Regions from separate parts of the Acanthopagrus latus genome. Here region 1 is linked to region 2. A link is a contact called in public Hi-C data. All regions are on one chromosome and are shown on one strand. The core of a region is the stretch at or near the end of the contact, and the rest is flanking DNA. Distances in the headings are between cores, read along the strand shown. Region 1 holds the start of LOC119033301 (acylphosphatase-2-like). Region 2 holds the start of LOC119034160 (zinc-binding protein A33-like).

Region 1 (5,956 bases), core at 2,176-4,675, 220 kb before region 2:
CCTCATCCTGTCTGAAGATCTGAGCAGTGTGAGAGGAGGAGAGAGACAGCAACTCCCTGTTAACCCAGAGAGGTTTGATGTGTACAGGTCTGTCCTGGGCTCTGAGGGCTTTAACTCAGGGACTCACAGCTGGGACGTCGAGGTTGGAGACAGTACATGCTGGTTACTGGGTGTGTTAGCAGAGTCTGTCCAGAGGAAGGGATTCATACAGTCTGGATTATGGAGAATAATGACATACAGAGGTGAATACTCAGTGCGGTCACCACCAGCTCCACCCACTGGTCTTGTAGTGCAGAAGAAGCTCCAGAGGATCGGAGTGAATCTGGACTGGAACAGAGGAAAGCTGTCGTTCTCTGATCCTGATACTGACACACATCTACACACCTTCACACACACTTTCACTGAGAGGATGTTTCCATATATTTTCATTGGTGATAAACCCCCTCTGAAGATTGTACCCCTGAAGGTGTGTGTGACAGTTGAACAGAGCAGTTAAAGAAGTATTTCATCTCTGGAAAGTATTTCTGCAGTAGAAAGACAAACAGTTTTGAACTTGATGCTACATGAGCAGAGAAAACAGAGTGAAAGGGCTGTGGTATCCACTTCTACTCAAACGACTACAACACCCAGAGTTCACAGCGCTGCACCGGATTGGACGGGGCTTGGTTTTGACTCAGACAAAGTTCTGAAAGAGGAGACAGTGAGATGGCTGGATGCTGACAAACTATACTGGCTTGCAACTTAACAGTGTCATGTCATGTCATTGTCCGCAGCCGCTTATCCCTTTCCAAGAGGTCGCGGGGTGTTGCTGCTGGAGCCAATCCCAGCCTTGTCTCAGGGTGAGGGCAGGGTACTCCCTGGACAAGTCGCCAGCTCATCGCAGGGCAACTTAACAGTGAAAAATTATAATATCTGCAATGTTGTTAATTTAAGTGTGTTATTGAAAACACTCAGGCTGTAAAGTTCTCAAATTCTGTACAAGTTTGAGGTATTTTAGTTTTATATCAATATTCAGTTTTACTGCTAAATCTACTTTTGTACAATTCTGATTATCTGTGATTCACCCATGTATTGTACTCACAACCAACACTTACATATACTTCAATATGTATGTACACTTTACATTTCCTCTCCTCTACATGTATTATATAACCTTTGGATATAATCACATGAAGTACTCAAAACAGTAAAGTGTGTGTGTGTGTGTGTGTGTGTGTGTGTGTGGAATCCCTCTTGGTAATTTAACAAAAATGAACTGAACACATTTGAAGCAATATTATGGTAAAAGACCTTAAAAGAAGCTTGTCTATTCTATTTTTGTTTTTTCATAATTAACAGAAACAGAGGTCCCCTCTTAGATAGTGGACACACGTAGTGCCCTTTTTATCATATTGACCAGTATCTGTGTGTTACTCAAATACTTCTTCATATTGGTCACTTTCAGGTTTACCAAAGTAATATTTCAATATTTTTACTGGAGTATGACTGATGGGTACTTTTTCCAGCACTGGTACTTAGTTACTTTGGATAACTGGTATTGTTTTATGTTTTAAATCTGTTTGCAAAAAATTATTAAAAGCATTTGATCTTTTTCAGTGTTTTTCTCATGAAGCTGATCTGGTTCATTAGACTCCACCCGCCTGGTGCTGCAAGGAGATGAAAACAAACACCACTAACTATATCACTGTCTGACACTCGTCGTGTGTGTGTGTGTGTGTGTGTGTGTGTGTGTGTGTGTGTGTCTGGAGGCAGTGATGTCATCCTAAATGAGACGTCCACACCCTGGTGACATCACTCCCTACGGACAGAGAGGACGTCAAAACACACCGAGCTTCAGTTTCATGATTGATTATCAGATATTAGCTTTGACTGAGCAGACAGGACAGGGGAGGACAGTGTGCAGTGATGTGTTCAGGGACCTGTTTATGATCTGGTAATTGTGGAAAAAAATCTAAATAAATTTTCTCCTCAAATATTTGGACCGAATGAAAAAGAGAACACAGATTTGAGACAGGAGGACCTCCATGTTGAAGGTGAACATCGCCATCTAGTGGCTGAAACAGTGACAACACAACATGAACTCACATCTTCTCCACCATGTCAGCAGGACCCTGCACCTGACCCACCACCGTCCCACTGTAGGTGTTCTTCACCCAGCCGACCAGACCGAGTCGCAGACCCTCCTTCTCTGTGTACTGCAGGGGGGTCGAAGATGAGTTAATACTGTACATACTGCACATTCAGTCAGCTACAACTGAAGAAGCTGGGGGGTTGTTTTAAAACAAAACAACAACCAAAAATAAAAGAATTTTCCATTAAAACATTGCAGAATCAGCTGTTAGCACTTCCTGTTAGCAGTGAACCTGTGGATGTACAGACAACTGTCATTGGATCACTGTGACACTGGAAAAACTTAAAAACATGATATTTTTAAGGCAAGTTCTGCACATGTGAGGGGCATCTGTTTTCATCAGTTTCAATCAGTTTTGTTCCATAGTCCACAAAACATTTCTGGAGCTTCACAGTAAAACAGTGTTGCAGCATTCACCTGACTTTATATCAGCATGGAGGGAAGAGATGATGGCTCCATAAATCTCCCTAGAAATCCTTAAAAAAGACGCTCCTCACATGTGCAGAACTTGCCTTAAAAACACCATGTTTTTAAGTTTTCTTCAGTATAGAAGTAATCAAGTGATTGTTGTCTGTACATCCACAGGTTCACTGCAAAAAGAAAGTGCTAACAGCTAATTCTGCAAAGCTTTAATGGCGTTTGGAGCATTATTTTCTGTTTTAAAACAAGCTCCAGCTAAAAAAAATATTTCTGTCAAGGAAAACTAATTGTGACAATTAAAGATGTATAACAGGGTATAATGCAGTTAAACAGAAGTCTAATGTTGTTATATTAATGTGACGGCTGCAGGAGAAACTCACCATTCTGAAACAGACTCCTGCAAAAACATGAGAGACAAAGAAATTAGTTAGAATATGAACCAGGAAACAGCAGCTATTCATGCATGTTTATACACATTATTTAGCTGTTTGAATGTCATTTTCTACAGTCTAATGTTTTGGCTTCTCTTGTGTCCTCTGACTAAAACAAGCAGCTCACTGGATCTGCTGCAGATTCAAACTAATATCTCCTCCTGAAGCTGCAGGAAGTGACAGAGCAGCAGCTCCGTCCTAAATAAAGCAGCAGATCAGTTTACAGCCTGGACTCACAGAGCAGAGCAGAAGAAGAAGGAGAAGAAGAAGAAGAAGAGGGAGGAGGTTTAAACATACAGACCCTGAACGTAACCGAAGATCTCAAAGTCCACCGACACCAGTTTGGATCCTGCTGATTCACCGTCAGACATCCTGAGAGAAACACAGGAACTGTCCCTTTAACAGCCGAGAGGAGGCTGAAGAACGAGTGGAGTCTCTCTCTCTCTCCGTCTGCCTGCCGCTCTGCACCAACATGGTCACGTCCTCCTCCAGATTTATTAAAGGAAAACCTCACCACCATCACAGAGGAGGTCACGGCTGTGCTCATGGGCTTTGTAGTCCCTTAAAACTACAAACAGACAGACAGAAAGAAATACCTGTTGTTCAGTGAGCTGGCAAGACTTTGGTAGAAGACAAAGTTCTGATCCAGCTTGTTTCCTCCAGCACAGTAACAGAGTTCAGGCTCTGACATGGACTCAGAGTATCAGAGTAAAAAGTCTCCCTCTGAAGGACATTTGTGCTCAAAGCTAACTGAAGCTCACGTCATATTAATAGAATTCAAAGACTATTAAAGTTAAAGGTAGAACCAGTAGGATTTGTCCCAGCTGTTCCTGAACGCACCACAAAGACAGTTGATTGTTGAGTCTCATTCCCAGGACGTCAAATAGACACATGTTGGGTTGGTAAAGCGTCCCGAGCAGCAACAAAGAGAGAAAATCAGAAACTCTCTGCAGATACGAGACACTAACACGCCTTTTCTCCACATTCCAGCCTCCCTCTCTGTCTGTTTACGGCTTCTTACGGCTTTTACGTCTTTGTCTCGTCTCGCTGCGTCTGATTGGTCCACATCAGTCTGCTGATGTTGGGAAATAACAAGAATCCAGAATTCACCTCAGATGCATCAAACTAAAGTAACGAGGCTGTTCTGAAGCTGAGAGGAGGAGAAAGTTCAGGTGTAGAGAGGAGAAGTCACACAGATACTCAGAGTAAATACAGATACATGAAACATGTACTGGAGGAGATTAACAGAGTATTTGTACTCTGTTTATTCTGACCTCTGGATTCAGTTTCCAGCTCATCAAATGTCAAAAGCTTCATGTTAAAGCTTCATTTCTATGTTAGTAAAGTGAAAATGTTTTGGGGTTTTGGACTGAAACACCGAGACGTCTCAGAGGTCAGAGAGTGAAAAGTTTCTCAACTGACAGAAATCCTGAAATATCTGTAGTACTCAGACCGTCCACTAGATGTCAGTCAAACATCACTGAACACAGCAGGTTGACTGTTGAGACGACACACACACACACACACACACACACACACACACACACACACACACACACACTTTCATAGAGTTCTGTGGACTACAACACTTCACCTGAATTTTATCATCATGGAGGGATATGAGTTGATGAGTGAGGTTAGAGTTAATATGTGTGTGTGTGTAAATATGTGAGTAGATGAAGGTGTGTGTGTGTGTGTGTGTGTGCGCGCACTAGGAACACACTCTGTGATCAGACCACCACGTTCTTCATTAAGCCCTTTAATACCACACAACACACTATAATCTCCACACACACACACACACACACACACACGTGGCGTGTGTGGGTGTGTGTGTGTGTGTGCGTGTGTGTGTGAGATGTCAGTGGAATCAGCTCCAGAAGTTAAACTGTCCCGTGTGACTGGTCGTCCCCTCGAGCATCAACAACAGCGACAACAACACATCAACACAAGTAGCACACACACAGTTGTGTTGCTAACTAAACGTAGTGAGGCGGCAGAGAGAGATAACTTCATGGAAATATTCACATAATTTTGAATTTTTGTGTGAAATCAACGAGAGCGGCTGAGTTAGCGGCTACAAATGGCGGTGGAGTCCATACGCCGACAGGTACAGACGGCTTCACAATGTCAATGAACCCACATGCTCAACAAGTCACCGAGCGGTGCGACTGTAACGTGTAGATGATGCAGTAATGCAACAATTTACATTTTTACAATTTACATAACGAGTTACTTTTAAGAGAAACGTTACGCAACGCTGTTCATGAAATTCATCTTTTAGTATTCAAGCTAAGCGAAAGCCTCTAAAATCATCATAATGTTCTTCAGGATATGTTGACACATTGATATAAAATTAAAAATACAATTATCTGACTGATATCTGCAGTTAAATGTGTCTTCAGCTGACAGTCGCACCTGCGAGAACCTGCAGTTCAGCTCGCAGGAAATAAAACAGACAGACTTCAGTTAACGGCTCGTCAGACTGAATCCTGAAGGACGCTGATCCCCAACAGGAGCCAGGAGGTCAGAACGTACCAGAACATCCAGTACGTACAGCACGGCTGAACACACACACACACACACACACACACACACACACACACACAGAGGCATCCCAGCAAACAGACGCGTCATACGTCATCAGCAGGGATGAGATCAAAAGAACAGCTGAAACATGGACGTGATGTCACACAAACAGACATATACACACACACACACACACACACACACACACACACACACACACACACGCTGTACTGTACATGCTGTGTTCACACAAACAGTCCGGTTACATCTCGTCAGTGTCGTCAGAGACAAAAAGAAATGCATCATTAAAGCTACTAACATCCATTTTTTTTTTTATCAACAGCAGATCACCTGACTGCTTGTGAGTGAAAACACACACACACACACACACACACACACACACACACACGTCTAGCAGGAGTACATCATCACACTCTTAGAAAAG
Region 2 (5,935 bases), core at 1,925-4,424:
CAACAAAACATGCAGTTGTTATTTGAGCTGTTTATTTTTGACCATCTTTTATATGGTTTTTCATGGTCTCACACACACACACACACACACACACACACACACACACACACACACACACACTCACGTCAATGTGGCCAACAAGGCACTACATCCCTTCACTGTATAAGAGGGGACCTCTGTTTCTGGTAATTTTGAAAAACCAAAATGGAATAGAAAAGCTTCTTTTAAGATATTTTACCACAATATTACCATGTGTTTGTTTATCTTTGTTAAAGAAATTACTATGAGGAGACTTGCACACATACACACATTACTTTGAGATCAGAAACTAAGAAATTATTTTACTCGTGAAAAGATCGACAATAGAAACACAAATCAAACTGTCAAACTAAAAGAACAACAGAAAAACATCAATGTTTTGTGAATACTGAGACAGCAGGAGAAGCAGGTGAAGATTAACAGGTTGAATTCTGTAAATTTTAATTCAAACAACATGTTGACAACATTTTTATGTTGACAAATAATTTTTGAAATAAAACATCTACAGAGCTTGTAGAACTAACCCTGCAGAATAAAAGTCTCTTGTTCCCTTAAAAATATTATTATGATTGTGAGTAAATGGTTTTAAAATGTTTGTCAGGTCCAAATGAATTGTTCTGTTTATCTCTGTGTCAGAATTCTGACAGTTGGTTCAGCTTCTAATGAGGTTTGTCATGCGATAGCATCACACAGTTTGTATCACGTGGTGTCTGTGTGTCGTCACTGATCAACAGTCTTGGTAGTTGCCAGATTGAGTGAAAAAAGATTAATGTTAGCTCGCTAGTGTTAGTAAAGTTAGGTGATTGGGACAACAGTGGTGTTGTGGTGTGAATTTCATGGAAGGAGGAGATGGAACACCACATTTAGAGCCTGACTGTCTTCAATAACAACTTTAAAGAAACAACCTTGTAGACATTATATTTTTTCACCGTTCAGCTGCAACACAATATTGTTCATTAGCATTCAGCCGCCTCACTGTCTCCTCTTTCAGAACTTTCTCTGCGTCAAAACCAAGCCCGTCTAATCCGGTCCAGCGCTGTGCACTCTCGGTGTTGTAGTATTTCCACCTGTTGAGTAGAAGTGAACACCACAGCCCTCTCACTTTAAGCATCAAGTTCAAAACTATTTGTCTTTCTACTGCAGAGAGAGACAGTTTTATTTAAGGGCCGTCTTTCCAGAGATGAAATACTTTTTTAAAGGCTCTGTTTCACTGTCACACACACCTTCAGGGGTGACATCTTAACTGGGAGTTTATCCCCAAGACAAATGTATGGAAACATCTTCTCAGTGAAAGTGTGTGTGAAGGTGTGTAGGTGTGTGTCAGTATCAGGATCAGAGAACGACAGCTTTCCTTTGTTCCAGTCAAGATTCACTCCGATCCTCTGGAGCTTCTTCTGCACTACAAGACCAGTGGGTGGAGCTGATCCTGACCCCACAAAGTATTCACCTTTGCTTAAAAAGATTACCCAGATTCCAGACTGTATGAATCCCGTTCTCTGGACAAACTCTGCACACACACCCAGTGCCCAGACTGTGCTGTTTCCAACCTCGACGTCCCAGCTGTGAGTCCCTGAGTTAAAGCCCTCAGAGCCCAGGACAGACCTTTGACGATTAAATCTCTCTGGATTATCAGGAAGCTTCTGTATATCTCCATTTCTCACACTGCTCAGATCTTCAGACAGAATGAGGTTTGGATGAGCAGTGTTTGGGTCCAGAACCACAGGAGTGTAGGAGACCATGTCCTTCATCTTGTTCCAGATGTTGAAGCTCAGGTTGCCCAGGTGTTTGGCCTGGTCTATCAGAGCTCCTGAGGGCAGCTGTGGATCCTCCAGCAGGAGGCGCTGCTGGACTCTTTCCACTGCAGCCTTGTAGTTGTGCAGGAATGAGACGTCTTCAGCTCTCAGCTGCTCCTCTGTGGCTCTGACTGTGTGTGAAAGAGCTGCTATCTCTCTGCTCAGAGCCTCCATCTTCTCCTTCATCATCTGACTCTTCTGCTCCTCTTCCTCCCTCAGTGCAGCCATCCTGGCCTCCTCTTCCTCTGCTAGAAACTGGTGCAGCTTCTTAAACTGATCCTTAATCTGCCTCTCTGTGTGTCGGGCCTGGACCTTCATGTGTTCTGCTGTCTGATCAAACTTCACTTTAACTTCTTCAAAAACCTTTAACTTCTCCTTTAAAGGCTCCAGAGTTTCCTGAAGTTCCTTCTTGTGTTGTCGTGCAGCTTCATCGATGGGTCTGAATCTGTGGTTGGTGTGTTGTTCTGAGTCTCTGCAGACGAGACACACCGGCTGCTGATGGTCCAGACAGAAGAGTTTGAGTTTCTCAGAGTGCCGACTGCAGAGATCCTCTGAAGCTCTCTGATCTCTGTCCTGTAAGAAGGTCTCACAAAGCTTCTTTAACACCAGGTTTAAAGGTGGTTGGTCCTTTGAATATTTTCTCTTACAAGCTGGACACTCTCTGATTTCTTTCTCTGTCCACCAGCTCTGCAGACAGTCTTTACAGAAGCTGTGGCTACATGACAGAACGACAGGCTCTCTGAAGACATCATGACACACCGGACAGCAGAGATCCTCCTCTAACCTGGAAGCCATTTTGTCTCTGAGTGATGCTGTGAACACAGCAGACAGTACAGTCAGTCACAGCTCCACTTCCTCCTTCACTTCACTGAAGTTTAGAGTTCTGGTTCTGGTCGGACTCACCTTCAGTGTGTGGAGCGTCTGCAGTGTTGTAGTTTCCTCCTCCTCTCTCCTGTAGATGAACTCACTCAGAGGATGTTGTTAGTTCGGTCCGAAGGTGGATCTGATCGTCTGTTTGTGGTTCTGTACTGAAGAGACACACACACACACACACACACCGACATACTGTTTTCTGGTTTGTCTCAGGTCAGTCAGGTGAGGGTGGAGCTTTGTCAGAGCTAAGGAGTGTTTCAGTCCAAAGTCCTGATTCATTGCTGGAAATGTATTCTGACACACTAGTTGTTGGAAGGGCTATAGTCCCATCAGTACCATCAATACCAGTGCCAGCACCTGAACTGTAGTGTTTTTTTTATAATATCATTACTGATATTAAGGTTAATCCTTTTCTATTAACCTCATAATATATGAACTTGATAATATTGTTGCAGTTATTTGGGCACCACTATCTTCATGTTGTCATAACCCCATGTCATGCTATTTGTTGTCCAGCCTTGATCCAAAAACATTTTACACATATTTATTTAATATAACTGTAGGAACACATGCTTCTTCTTTGAACTATGAACTGAGGCCTTTCTTCCTCTCTGCAAGGCCAACAACTTTTTATAGCTTAGTTGACCTTGTGACCCCTTTGTACCTGGAGGATCATTACACAGTCTCTGACTACCTCTATCTGGACAAAGGAACTTTATTTTCTGAAGTATAAAGACATCACTCTGGACAGACAATATTTCTTCTATCGCACCGATCTCTAGAGGCCCTCGTTGTAAAACTGAATTCAACACTGCCCCACCTGAGACACCCACACCTTTCCTTTCAGGTTCAATTGATCACATTTGAATTGAAAACTCGAGAGACTGAAGAACTTTATCTTAAAAATGACATGTTATAATTGAATGTTTTTCTTGAATGTCCAGTCCTCTCATCCTCGCTTGATGAGAAAACACATGCAGACCACAGTGATTTATGACTTTGACTTCTTCATTTTGACATACTTCTCTAAACTCTTTACTTTAAGCTTCAAGCTCTCTATTTTCAACTTAAACTTTTGTTAAATTTATTCCAAAACGAAGTTTCGAAACGAAACGAAGTGTGGTGACATGACTTAAAAAAAAAAACACCACTCAGAGCGATGGATCAAGATCATCATAGTTATCAGCATTAACAAAGACATTACAGCGATCAGCTGTTTAATAAACCATGTGAGTGGTTTCCAATAAAAGAAAGACTATTTTGCCTGGTTGAAACGACTCTGCCCCTAACAAACCTGAGCTGTGCCACCAGCTTTGTATTGGATCAGGACTGCCATCCTGCAGTTAAAGGACAGCCAAGGCCGCTGAAGACGACTACATGCAGCTTGCTGACTCTCCAAACGATGCTCAGACAAGGATCCATTCCTTCATCCTTCTGGATTCACATGTATGAAATATGAGTTGGTGTCCTTTTGGCTCTGAGTTAATATCTTTGATTTTATGAGAAATTTGGTTAGGGCTCTGTTAGCATTAAATAATTCTCTTAATATTTAATTGCCTTCACCCAACTCGCAATTTCACCATCAGCAACATTTGATTCATAAACTCATTACATTAGTCTTTATAGACTCTTAAAGTTTACTCAGGCTGAAACACTTGGTAGGAAAAGCTAAAGTACAAAACTTCTGTTTCACATGGCTGGTAGCACGCTGTGGCTCTCACTCAGGCTGAAATGCAAGGCAGTAACAGCCAAATATAGACTTCTATGTATCACTCGGCCGGTGGCACGCTGTGATTAACACGACGAACACTTAAATTTTCATCAAATTATGACAACTTGACTACAATGTATTGAATACGGGCTATTGAAATGCTGACCTGAAATTCTCACAGTTTCTACAGAACACTTTCAACTTGAATCGATAGCAGCAATCGCAAATGACTCAAAGTGGCAGTTAATAACCTAAAAGATTTTGGTTAATCAAATGGGTTACAAATTTGATTGATAAATCAATTCTCATCATACTGCAATTGTTTGTAAATACATATCACCGTCTACTCCTGTAGTAGACTAGTGGTTAAATGTCAAGACTTTTAACTAAAGGGTTCAAGATGTAAATCGCAAATTTTAGCACTCACCACGTTATGCTGAAATTAATATTGCACATTTATGAATGATTGCCAACAGTACACTGCCTCACACGGGGCACCATTATCTTTATGCCTCACATGGGGCACGATGTGCTGGGCAACATTAAAAGGGAGTTTTAGGTTAAATTTGGCTATCAATAGTACTTAATGATTATCAGGGATAATCATTAATTAGAAATAGATCACCTCAGGGCACCACCTTTGAAGAAGGGAAACACTGCAAATTTACTAAATCGTTCCCCTAAAAAGGTACTAAACTGTTCAAAACTTTAATCAATAATTAACTTATTATCTTTAACCAAATGTATCATTACAGCTAGTAATGGTCAAAAGATTTTGGAGTTCTTAACAGTGTAGAGGTCAGCAGCATTCACTCCTGTACAGTATTAAATAGACAGCAAGTAGATTCAAAAGTCTTTTATTCAACACAAAGTTGAAAACACACAATCTAACTAATGTGTACTATATACAGGTGTGTGTCAACTAACATCTAGGAAAGCAAACTATCAATAAACTGAACTAAGATCACAACACATATACATTACATCAGTCAGAGTTAAAAGTCCTGTGTTTAGCCATGCCATGCTATGCTATCTAAGTCCAGTTCAATGTTACTAGGCTTTGAAGAAAAAGTGCTGGTGGTTTGCAGGAGAAGGTCCACAGCAGTTCATTTAATATATTTATTTCTTTACAAACATTACATATGTGTCATAAAACATAGAAAAGCTATTATTAGGAAGCTTTATTTCAACTTTTAGATTCTAAAGTTATTGGATCTGAACAACAAAATGTGCAGTCAGTAATTGATTTGCTTATTTGTGACCATCTTTTACTTGGTTCTTCATGGTCTCTCTCTCTCTCTCTCTCTCACACACACACACACACACACACACACACACACACACACACACACACACACGTCCATGTTACCAACAGGGCACTACATGTCTCCACAATCTAAGAGGGGACCTCTGTTTCTGTTCATTTTGACATTATGTAAATAGAACAGAAAAGCTTCTTTTAAGGTCTTTTACATTAATATCACTTTAAATGTGCTCTTCCACACACACACACACACAC

What was found. Hi-C and Micro-C count contacts between places; a contact is called where the count stands out from the background.
Region 1: a Hi-C map of muscle shows a contact between it and region 2, with 19 times the contacts expected there. The contact joins the promoter of LOC119033301 here to the promoter of LOC119034160 in region 2. A contact is called at or near these places in 2 of 4 Hi-C or Micro-C datasets (liver and muscle).

Annotation. Positions count from the first base shown.
Region 1 is chr15:27,862,040-27,867,995 of fAcaLat1.1, reverse strand. LOC119033301 (acylphosphatase-2-like) reads right to left here and starts at 3,425. Exons shown (of 4, transcript XM_037123211.1): 1 at 3,284-3,425; 2 at 2,932-2,948; 3 at 2,086-2,195. The coding sequence starts at 3,353. LOC119033276 (zinc-binding protein A33-like) reads left to right here. Exons shown (of 2, transcript XM_037123173.1): 2 at 1-1,585. The coding sequence ends at 496.
Region 2 is chr15:27,645,551-27,651,485 of fAcaLat1.1, reverse strand. It overlaps LOC119034160 (zinc-binding protein A33-like), which reads right to left and starts at 3,174. Exons shown (of 2, transcript XM_037124943.1): 1 at 2,736-3,174; 2 at 1-2,644. The coding sequence starts at 2,627. The coding sequence ends at 1,233. LOC119033055 (E3 ubiquitin-protein ligase TRIM39-like) reads right to left here. Exons shown (of 2, transcript XM_037122644.1): 2 at 5,258-5,935.